Linked DNA regions of Zea mays: regions 1 and 2 are each linked to region 3. Evidence: chromatin contacts called from public Hi-C data. All regions are on one chromosome and are shown on one strand. Each heading gives the region's core, a stretch centred on a gene start, on an enhancer-like site or on the middle of the called end of the contact. The rest is flanking DNA. Distances are from core to core; before and after follow the strand shown.

Evidence for each region. Hi-C and Micro-C count contacts between places; a contact is called where the count stands out from the background.
Region 1: a contact with region 3 is called in a Hi-C map of leaf, with 4 times the contacts expected there. The contact joins the promoter of LOC100216850 here to the promoter of LOC100273299 in region 3. A contact is called at or near these places in 3 of 25 Hi-C or Micro-C datasets (bundle sheath, ear and leaf).
Region 2: a Hi-C map of ear shows a contact between it and region 3, with 2.6 times the contacts expected there. The contact joins the enhancer-like site here to the promoter of LOC100273299 in region 3. A contact is called at or near these places in 2 of 25 Hi-C or Micro-C datasets (bundle sheath and ear).

Annotation. Positions count from the first base shown.
Region 1 is chr1:95,695,419-95,699,473 of Zm-B73-REFERENCE-NAM-5.0, forward strand. It overlaps LOC100216850, which reads left to right and starts at 1,964. Exons shown (of 5, transcript NM_001143242.1): 1 at 1,964-2,328; 2 at 2,596-2,819; 3 at 2,938-3,018; 4 at 3,118-3,165; 5 at 3,281-3,941. The coding sequence starts at 2,043. The coding sequence ends at 3,487.
Region 2 is chr1:95,338,555-95,342,166 of Zm-B73-REFERENCE-NAM-5.0, forward strand. No RefSeq gene overlaps it. Among protein-coding and RNA genes, the nearest start is that of TRNAW-CCA, 42 kb to the left of the region's middle. Within about 2 kb of position 2,032, at least 17 of the 20 cell types and tissues checked have an H3K27ac peak or open chromatin away from gene starts, as enhancers often do. A contact at or near this core is called in bundle sheath and ear, where this site is marked.
Region 3 is chr1:96,227,609-96,231,775 of Zm-B73-REFERENCE-NAM-5.0, forward strand. It overlaps LOC100273299, which reads left to right and starts at 1,479. Exons shown (of 1, transcript NM_001147740.1): 1 at 1,479-2,800. The coding sequence starts at 1,516. The coding sequence ends at 2,481.

The DNA of each region.
Region 1 (4,055 bases), core at 714-3,213, 530 kb before region 3:
CAAGCCCCATAGTTTGCATTTCAATATTTTTGTCTTTATCATTGATTTGTATTTTTTATGTCGCTAATGTGTCCATACAAATTTATTTTTGGGTACCATGATCCTCGTTTTTTTTTGGTAAATTAAAACGCGAGCAGTATAAGCAGGACACTTAAACCTCTCGATTTACATGGTCAGGGTACAAAATAAAAATACTGTTGCAACCTGGCCTCGTTGTAATAAAGTATGTATATAGCTGTAACCTTTGACTTGCAAGTGAATTCAGTACTAGTCTCGAGTCTCGACTGTGCACTCCGGCCAGAGTCCATTTTCATCCATTGACCATTGTACGTACGTAACACAAGCTAGCTAGCTATATGTATACGTGTCAGGCGGAAAATACGTCAGAGTATCGGTGGACTAATTAACAAGTACGCGATCCGGTTGTTGGTTCCTATACTATAGTAAAAGCGGCGAGTGAAGGACCCAGCCGGCTCAGTGGAGCACACTGCACACGACCATGGTGGCTACACGCTCCATTGCCGGCCACCATCGTGGCATCGTACGCACGAATCTTAAAGCCTCTCTCTGCTTGACGACATTGTCTTTAATCTACGTATCAAGACACAGGTGTCCTTGCTCTATCGGACTTAAAGGACACCAAAATGGGACAATATACGGGAAAAGGTATTTACTTGGAAGAAAAAAGAAAAATACTAGCCATGCTCGCTGCGAATCGAGAGGTTTAAGTGTCATGCTTATACTGCTCGCATTTTAATTTACCCAAAAAAACGAGGATCATGGTACCTAAAAATAAATTTGTATGGACACATCAGCGACATAAACAAAAAAAAACAAATCAATGATAAAGACAAGAATATTGAAATGCAAACTATGGGCTTGAACTCAGGACCTCAAGGTGAAAAGCATTGTGCTCTACCAACTGGGCTAGACAAGCCTTATGCTTACAGCTTTCCAACAAAACTGTTAAAACACAACCGAGCTCGGCGCCAAGATCTGTGGCGCCGAGCTCGGTGCCACGTCGGCCAGGTGTGCCAGCGTAGCACGTACCTCGCGCCAAGATCTGTGGCGCCGAGCTGTGTTACCTCGGCGCCATAGCCTATGGCGCCGAGCAAAGGGTCCAAAATTGCTATTAAAATTTTTTAAGGTCTAAACGTGATTTTTTTCCTATAAAAGGGCTAAAATGTAAAAAATTCGGTAACCTGGAATGCCAAGTCTGTTTGCCCCATACGAATTACGAACGAACATGAGTTCATAAAAAAAAACAGTCAGATGTGCAGGCGTGTTTCGTTGGCAATTTCGAAGACCGCGAAAAAAAAAGAACGGGACGAGGAATCTGTTTTCGACGTGGTTACTGACGACGAGGGATTCATTTTTGACGTGATTGGTGACGCCGCCGAATTTGTTATTACGTGCCTCTGTATTATTATTGCCGATGCACTAGTAGTCGAAGCTGGGCGAACAATTGTATCATAATCCGTGCCGTTTCACGAAAATCTGCCTCGGCCGCATCGGTCAACCATAATTTCGCTCCGAGACCAATCTAATTCGCTTCAATAATAAAAAAAATACAGATCAGAAGGCTTAAAACTTTTCAGGACATATCGGTTTCCTCAAGGAAATAACACAGAGACCGGGCATATAAATGTAGGGATCGTATCCAGTGCACAAGGGCCACGTCGTGCACAAATGCACAAAACGAAATCTGGCCGTCCATTTTCCATCCAACGGCCGTCGTAAATATGCAGATGAACCCTCCCGCAGCCTCCGTAGCTTGCCGAGTCTGTTTTGTGAAAAACCCCCCGCGCCGTCATGTCGTTGGATGGAAAATGGACGGCCAGATTTCGTTTTGTGCATTTGTGCACGGCGTGGCCCTTGTGCACTGGATACGATCCCATAAATGTAAGCAAGACCAACGGAGCAAGGCCCCCCCAGGGGGGCGGGGCACCACAGGTACTCTTCTCCTGCTTGGCCTCTTGTGCCGCAACCGCGAGTGCGGCCTACGGTAGCCTCCAAAGCAGCACATCCAAAGCAGGGACCGAATGGACATGGACCGGCCGGAGGAGGAGGGGCAGCAGCGGAGGGAGACGATGACGCCGGTGCTCCTCAGGCTGTTCGGCGTGGACGTCCACCGGGGTGGCGGCAGCGGGGAGCCGGAGGAGTCGCCGATGGACCTGAGGAAGAGCTCCAGCATGCCCGACCTCACCATCAACCCGCTGCTGTCGCCGGAGGAGAAAGAGGGCTGCAAGGGGTACGCCTCCGACGACGCGGAGCTGGCGTCCGGCCAGCAGAAGCGCCGCCGTCGCAAGGCACAGGACAGGAAGAAAGGTGAGCTTTTTTTTTCTTTCTGGATTTCTATCAATCGCTTTCTTTACTGCTCTGCTCTTCTTGTAATTAATCCCACGATGGACGATGGATTCCAACGGAAAATGTTGTCCTTTCTTAGATTCAGAAACCAACCAGTAAAACATTCAGGCATTTACACAACACACACACACACACAAAAGTATCTCCGTGCGAGTCAACGGCAGCTATCTTGCAGCCCAGAAATGCTTTTACTGTGAATTGATCCGTTGTTCGGTGGAATCGGCGCAGGAATTCCATGGACCGAGGAGGAGCACAGGAAGTTCCTGGACGGGCTAAGGCAGCTGGGCAAGGGGGACTGGAGGGGCATCTCCAAGGGCTTCGTCACCACCAGGACGGCGACGCAGGTGGCCAGCCACGCCCAGAAGTACTTCCTCCGGCAGACCAACCCCGGTATGAAGAAGCGCCGGGCGAGCCTCTTCGACGTCGGTATCGCGGACTACAAGGACAACCAGGTGAGCTAGCACTCCAACTGGTACAGTACAAGAACGATTCGTCAGATCTTGGAGCCAGCCAACAGCGCTAATCGTCCTCTTTCTTTCTCCCCCCCTTTTTTTTTTTGTTTCGTTTCAGGTGCCAGGCCCTCAGAGCATCGTCGCTGCCAAACCGGCGCCTACGCAGGAGATAATCCACACCGACCGCGGCGACGTCCCCGTAATTTATATACTCCTTCCGCTGTGTTTTCTCCTTGTCCTGGTGGTAACTGAGAACCCAAGATCTGAACAGTGAATTTTTTATCCTCCCTCTCCTCAGATACCAAGATATAGAGGCCTCGGAGAGATTTTAGGCAGTAACATGCAGGTAAGGTAACCTTATGCCCTCTATTGCACTGGTAGTAAGGGCGGAAGGACGTTTTCATGTACTATATAATAGTCTGAGCAAAACTGACAAGCGAACTGAATGATCCTTTGGACAGGTTAATCAACTGACTGACTACTACTATTTCAACAAGAACTCCCATGTTCCCGCGGGGACTTCGCTCTCCATGGCCTCCGGCCTGGAAACGGCCTCGACCGTCGACAGCCTGGAGCTCAGCATCGCCGTCAACGGCCTGGAGCTCAGCATCGCGCCCCCTTCCCGGTGCGTCTGCGGCGGCGCGGCGGGGGCCATCAAGGTTCTGTGACTCGGCCGGGACGCCGAGGGAGCTACTCGCATTTGGCTTCCCCTGCGAGCATGCGTTTCATCAAGTATTATCAGCCTCGTCAGGCTGCCGCGCGCAGCCGGGTTTCGGTCTTGCTGGTTGTGTTGGTGTGTTCTGTTCTGTTTTGTTGTGCGCAAGGAATGTTTGTGAAGTGCATTGCGTTGTAATACACTAATACTAGCAGTGTTGTGGAATGGAATTAGGGGAGAGGGATCAGCTGGGATTTGGGGGTTGATGGGTCCCTGTCTCGACTTCGAGTGGGTTCGTTTCGTGTTCCAATCCGAGGAGGCGGCGACGGGCGCAAGGCGTCGTGTGGGTGTGGCTCTGAGCTCCCCGATCCCGCCCAATAATTGGACCGTGCCGTCCAAAACGCATACGCCAACTAATCTTCGGAAGAAAGTCGCAGCTTTACGTTATGTGACATTTAGTTAAAGTGATATGCGTTTAGCCAGTTTTTATTTTTTATTTTTATGAATATTATTTATATCTATTGTTTAAATTAATTTATTATAAAATGTATTTTATAATTTATTTAATGACATTTATTTAA
Region 2 (3,612 bases), core at 782-3,281, 890 kb before region 3:
GGAGCGTAGTCAGAGCTACTGTGCTAGTGCTAGTAGTCGCTGCTGCTTTGTGTCGATCGAGATCGACGCTGACGGTGCTTTTACAAGATGACGAATCATTGATTTCTAATCTTTTCGATGTCCTATTAGTTGTCCTATGTTAAGGGCTAGTTTAGTAACTTCATTTTTTCAAGCGACCAAATTAAAATCCCTTGAAAAAATTGAGTTATCAAAATAGCCTTAAGAGTCTTTTTCTTTCGAATGTCTAAAAAATAAAAAAATACTCATCCAGTAACTATTTCTTTTGTTTTTATCATGTGTGTTGCAGGGTTAATAACCTAGATAGATTTCTAACAGAACATGCGGGTGTTTGAAGAAGCAAGTTTCGGACGACCATGGTGCACGTGCTTCGGACGAAGCATAATATAAACAACCTTTGAGGTCTAAGGAGCTAAACCGAGAGAAGGAGAAGGACAACCTTACCTCTGGCATGTACAATAGTTTGAATGTATAGGGATTAAGGATATAATTGTAAATTCGTCTGAAACATATCTCGAGCATATAAAAAGAGGAACAGTGTTATGCGTTGGAGACACTTTTTGGACGGGTGAAACTCATTTTTTTCTCTCTATACGAAGCTATAACTTATGTACTCCCTTGTACCCCCTCGTTGTAATTTTTACGAAGATGAACGTATATGTTCAATCTTTGAATTCATATAATAAGGAAGAGGGATTTCAACACATTCTGTCTTAAACCAAACCTACATAAGCAATTTCTTGTAATCATTGTATTTTGTTTAATTTCCTGTTTCATTATTTAATTTCTTGTAATCATTGTATTTTGTTTTTGTCTATGTTTGAATGACCCACTTACATAAGCAAATTTTTATCTTCATCCTTTCATTTTATCTTCTCTCCAAGAATGATAAAAGGGGATGACTATGAAGGTTGACCTGTTTATTTGTGTTGTCTTGATTTTTAATACATTTACGGGATTGAAATCAAGTGACTAACAGACACGGTCTTCAAAATTTAACTTTGACCAATGTTTTTCTATTAAAATACAATAAGCTCTTAATATATTTATACTTTTACAAAAGTATTTTTAAGACAAATCAGTGCTTAAATATTAGATTCCAAAACTAAATAACAAATTAGTTATTTGTAGTCAAAATTTTATAAATTTGATTTCAATTTATCTAAAACGTTAAGTAATAGTACAGCGGAGTTAGTATAGGTTTTCTAGTTCTGTTCCTAGCAGCACTATTTGATCGCAGCAGCAGGTTCCTTTTTGAAATTTACTGCCAGTAAAATAACCAATGGAAACGGCACTAGCCAGCCTGACACTCCGCTTTTGACCATCACCTCGCTTTGCAGGCAAGCGACGTGAACCATCATCGGCTACGGCTATGCATGTCTTGTCTGCAGAGAGGAGGACCAGCGTCTCCAGCTAGGCATCCAATCACACCATGATCCATGAACATACGCACTGGACTGTTTGGATAACATCCGAGATGATTCTTACTGATGTTTAATTTTCTGCTACAACTTAGCCGACTTTTATATTTGACACGCTAAGCTAGTTTAGAAACCACGTTTTTTCGAGTGAATTTTATTTTCATTGAGGAAATTAGTTCATTTTCTCTTGAAAAAATAGAAATCTGATGGAAAAATAGAGTTCCCAAATTAACTCTAAAAGTATGACATTTCTTCTTTTTTTCAACTCTTGCTGGATAAACAAAATCTCTAGTACAGTAAATTCTGTCGTAAACAAAACAAGCTCTCCAAACCTAGGGCCTGTTTATTCGTGGCTAACTATACCACACTTTGCCTAAGGTTAGTCGTTCAAATTGAAGAACTAATCTTATGCAGAAAAGTTAGGCAAAATGTGACAAATTAGGTAGGGAACCAAACATGCCTCTAACCGCGGGCAGCGGCGGCCTTCGTCGTCATGGTGGACAGCAACGCACGGGTCGGGCCAAGATAGCGTGGCAGGTCCGAGCAGGGCCTGCTTCACGATGGGCCTTGCCACCTCGGCACAATCCGCCCACTTCATAAAAACGTGGCGCGTCTGGGCGCCCATTGGGCCTTATCCCTAGGCAGAAACAACGCTGTGGAGCTCACGCAGTCGCACAGCGCCGTGTACGGCGGAAGACCGCGTGTTGGCCCACGTACGTATATATATGAGATAGCAACTCAACTGTAGAGATGCATGAATGCGCGTACAGACAGGAAAGAGAGAAACACGCTAATAGGTTAATGGTCCACGGTTGCCACAGAAAGATTCTGTGTCTTTTTCACCCTTTATTTCCGAAAGAGGAAACGGAGATGCATTTCGCCTTGGATGCATTGCATGCATGCATGGGAGCCATTGATGTGGAGTAACGACGGGGACGCCTCAATCAAAGCAAGACGTGTGGACATGGACGAGTAATTGTCAAAATTTTGTTGTTGTTGTTGTCGTCGACCGGCTCCTTTTGCCCTTGTCACTCGGAGACGGAGCACGGGAGCAGAGCGTGGCTTCATTTGCTGGTCTAGATCTGGACGCTACAATAATTTCTGACATCATCCAACAAAATAAAACTTGCTTACAACTATTTATTTTTGGCAAATGAAATACCACTGACGTACTGGCATATAGTTCGTACTAACGCTACAATCTCACGAAGAGGAGCGAAGAGACCAACAACGACAACGGTCAGGGGCGACGCCATATACACTTTGCCCGGTGGAGTGGCAAAAAAATATTTTCTATTAGCCAAATATATTTTGACCATATATTTCTAAGATCTTGTGTATATTCTTAATGTGTGCAATGTGGTGAAAGTGACATTGGCTTCGCCCCTGACAACGGTGGCACAAGGAGAGAGGTTGACAACGGCGGCGCTGAGGGTGGGCGGAGGGGTGGCTGCCCTGCCCCCGATTTCAAAGGGCCTAACCCTAGATATATACTTATATTGGCTAGACTATCTATTTATAGTCTATTAGTTCAGCGGTAAAGTGTCGAAAAATTGTCAACCACGATCCATATCCTGATCATATTTAAATATGATAGAAGAAATTTTTAAGGTAATAATATGTACTTTTTTATTTTTTTATTTGAGGTAAATATTTTTATATGTATATTGAGTGAAATGCCTATACATTAAACTTGTCTTGGGCCCCTAAAATCTCATGGGCGCCACCAGAGGGGAGGAGGCGACATGACACGATGGAGGCTGGGGGCGGCCGGGTCGTCGTAGGGGAAGGGGAGGGACGAGGGAGAAAGGATGATCCAAATAATATTGGTCATGTTTGTTTTAGTTTTTCGGCTTCTGGCCACCAGAAACGCTCAGCTTTACAACCAGCTTCTATAAGAATCACTTTAGTCAAAACCGTCCGAAATCAACGTGAACACAAAATTGACCGAGTCGTTGCGATAGTACGAAATCGCCATTTTCTACATCCTAAACCGTATGGACTATTTTATCTTTCTGCAAACGTAATCTCCACGATACTCATATTCTATCTACAACCAGATTCTCCCCATAGCCAGATTCTCAGAAAATATTCTTAGTAAAAAGCTGAACCGAACAAACCCATTGTCCGTTGGATTTGAGTGAATAAGGGAGAGAGTTATCTAACGATCCAA
Region 3 (4,167 bases), core at 229-2,728:
ATGCATGATTCACTCATGTGATACTACCGTAAACATTTACTAATTATAGATTAGTTATGACAAAAAAATGTATCATTATTTAGTTTTTATCTATATAATTAATTTTATAAGTAGACTATTTTTAATACTCGTATTTGACTTCCAAATATTTGATGTAACATAGGCTACAGTTTAGTCCTTGAACAAACATCTCTTGACTTTTGGCCGCCCCGTCACGCGCACTTCCGCAAACTGAACAGCGCCCTGCGGCTGGATCTCGCGAATGAAAATACAATATATATACGAAGATTGTTTTTTATCGGAGAATTGTGCTTCTCTATATACCATTAGAGGTTGTTTACAAGTGACCCTTGGAGACAACCTTAGAGCAAGTATAATACGAGGTTGTAAGTAGGCTAAATGTTCATGTGAAGGAGAGAGAAGTGTGTTATAAACCTATATACAACTTAGCTATAAGAACCAAAAAATTATAAGAGAGATAAGTAGGGTTACTATATTAATAATGAAGAGCTAACAATTATACACTTTGCCCAGGAGATAGGCCATTGAGAATATTAAGGCCTTGTTTGGTGTTTTTAAATTTTAGTCCATGTCACATGCTTAAATGTTAGTTATAAATATTAAATACAATTTGATTATAAAACCGACTATACAGATAAAGACTAAACAACAAGACCAATCTATTAAAACTAATTAGTCCATAATTCACTCATGTGATACAACCGTAAATATTTACTAATTATAGATTAGTTATGACAAAAAAATTGCATTATTTAGTTTTTATCTATATAATTAATTTTATAAGTAGACTATTTTTAATACTCGTATTTGACTTCCAAATATTTGATGTAACATAGGCTACAGTTTAGTCCTTGAACAAACATCTCTTGACTTTTGGCCGCCCCGTCACGCACTTCCGCAAACTGAACAGCGCCCTGCGGCTGGATCTCGCGAATGAAAATATCAGGTCTAGGCCGCGCGGAACCGAGGAGGAAAAAGGCAGGGCGGCCGCCACTCGCCACCCACCCAACCGCTGAATTATCCATCCCCATCCAAGTTCCCACACGCCCCACGGGCACAACACGGCCAGGCCGCGCGGCTGCGGAGCAGCGGAGGCGGGCGCTCGCGCGCCGCGCCCACCACGGCACGGGCTCCGCTGGGTGCGGCGCCGTACTCCCGTGGCCTCGTGCCGTTTCAATCGCGCCTCCTTTCCTCATAGGCTCGTGCCCTCAGGCCAGGCCTCGTCCATCGGCCGCGAGTACGCGGCTCTGCGACAAACCCCGCAAAACCACCGCACCGCTCCGCCCGCCCACGCGGCCGCACCGGTGGGCGATGCCCTCCGTAGCCGGTCATTTCACCGCGGGCGCGGCCCATGCCCGCGGCCCACCACCGCACCGCCTCGCCTCCTGCTCCTTATATGACCGGTTCCCCACCTCCGCCTCCGTTCCCCATCTCCACCACCACCACCACCACCAAACCCTAGCCGCCTCCCTTCGCCGCCGCAGCTGATCGGCCATGTCTTCCTCGACCTCCGATGCGGCCAGGGACGACGTCGTCTCATCTCCCGACCTGCCCCCCCTGTCCGCGCACGTCGCCGCGGCGGCTGCTGCGGCCGCGGCAGCGGCCTCCTCGGGGGGAGGAATAGGGCTCGGGGGCGGGGGCTCCGGCCGGAGGCTGCCGCCGCCGTGCTGGACGCACGAGGAGACCCTCGCGCTCATCGAGGCGTACCGCGACAGGTGGGAGGCGCTGAGGAAGGGCAACCTGCGCGCGGCTGACTGGGACGACGTGGCCAACGCCGTCACCGCTCGCTGCGGTCGGTTCCCCACCGCCACGCATAAGTCCGGCGTGCAGTGCCGCCACAAGATCGAGAAGCTTCGAAAGCGATACCGCGCTGAGCGGTCGCGATCCGCGGGGCGGTCCAAGGGGCCCAAGTGGCCGTTCTTCCCGCTCCTCCACGACCTCGCCGGCGGCGGCGTGCCGGACCCTAGCCCTAACGCCATCGTCAAGATCAAGACCAAGGGCCCTGCCCCGCCGGCATCCCCGCCTTCCCCTGTGTCCTCCCCTTCCTCCTCCGAGGAGGCTGTGCGGAGCAGGAGCCTGCACGGGCTCATCTCCAACGGCGGGGCCGGGAGCGGGCTGCGCTTCACCATCCCTAAGGCCTGCCGCACGAAGCCCGCCGCGGCGGCAGCTGTGAAGCCGGAGAGGAGCGGCGGCGAGGACGACGCCGAGTCAGAGGCGATGGCCGAGGTGGCTGCCGCACTGCGGTCCGTCGGGGAGGGGTTCCTTCGTATGGAGGAGCGCAGGCTCGAGCTGTCGCTTCAGATGGAGAAGGAACGAATGGAGTCAGAGATGAAGCGCACCCAGACGATGCTCGACGCCCAACAGCTCTTCCTCGAGGCCTTCCTGGGTAAGCAGCAGCAGCAGCAGCAGCACAAGAAGGCCAGGGTCTCCCCTTCCTCTGCCGCAATGGAAGAGGACTGATCAATCCATGTAGCCCGGTTGCTCTAGTTCTGCTCTGTCAACCTTGTGTGCATCCTTCCTCGCTCTGCGTTGACTGCTGTTCATGCTAGTATTGTTAACTTTGTGTCAGTAGCAATATAATCTTACTATTGTGTATGGATGGTGATGTAGGTGTAGGGATATGGATATGGATAAGGGGGGAAGGGCGAGGTTTGAATTAGAAATTAGGTGGTCTCAGTTTTAATCAGTGAACGACTTGTGTTATGAGCTTATGATGAGCTGCTGCTGTTACGTTGAAACACTTCAGCTTGTTCAAATGGCATCTACTCGTTGTCAATTTTATTGTTGAGTTTGATCGCTTCGCTAGACTCTTGTTATGACCGTCCAATTGCTAGATTAGTTTAACGCTGCATTCGAGGTATTCGGTGAGCAAGCATATGGAATCTCTATATTTCACTGAGGTTCATCCTGTGTTGTGAGTAAACTGTAATGCTATTGTTATGCCTGGAGTACAGAGACGAAGGCTATAAGCCTAGTCTATAGTACTCCTGATCAGATTACTATTTCAAATTAGATTGGATCTATAGTTAAGAACTTCAGATTAGTTAGATAAAAGTTAGCTACTCTTACTAGATAAGAGGAGAGTTAGTTACTGTTATTGGATAAGGACAAAATTAGATGATATCTCTAGTTAGCCTAGTCTATAGTGCTTCGGATCAGATTACTATTTCAGATTAGATTGAATTAGTATTTCAGATTAAACTATCTAGTTACCCGGACTTTGCTATAGTTGTTATATATCATATAAATATGTATTGAGATATTTATTCAAATATAATTATTGTTTATTTCTAAACACTAAGATACTTAGGTATGTGTGGTCTTGTGGTTAGCCTCAAATTTCTATAGTAGAAGGCGCGGGTTCGAGTGCTCACTCTTCAATATTTTTGCTCAGTGTGGTAGCTGCACGGTGGGATCGGGTGTTGGGCAGACATTGAGATGGGACACGTGGGGGCACGTGCGGCGGGCCCTGAGTGTCAGCGTGGAGAGTAAAGTCATAGTAGCACGAGATACCCACATTAGGTTCTTAATAAAGTAGTATAGATTAGATCTATAGATAAGATCCTTAGATTAGATAGATATGATAAGAATTAGCTACTCTTACTAGATAAGAGGAGAGTTTGTTACTGTCATTGGATAAGGACAAAATTAGATGAGATCTCTAGTTCGATAAGGCTTAGAGTCCTTTCTGTTTCAGGATTAGATCTCTTATGAACTATAAATACTTCTAAAGGGTTTTTTTTTCTGGAAATTAAGTAGAAGCAAATTATTTGTTGTCATCTTCCCTCAGTGAGCTGGGAGACCTAGCCGCCAGCCCGCCACCCCGTCTTTCTCCTTTTCTTGCAGCCCTAAATGCGTGAACAATACTTGCAGCACTATAGCGCGAGTACTGTAGCACCTTCTTCCTTTATCACGTGTGGTGGCCACGGTATCTAGTCACTGCCCTCGTTCCTTGCGATCATTGAGGCCACGGTGTCTAGTCTCACCTCCATCAACGCCAACTCCGCCACCCTCACGCACTCTGTGGCGACCATTGAGGCCTTCATGGCGCGTGTGGCGTTTCCTTCCCAACCACCGCCCGCGTCACCTCCGCCGGCTCTATCGCTTCTGCCGGCGTACGCGACACCAATCCTACCGCCGCCGGCA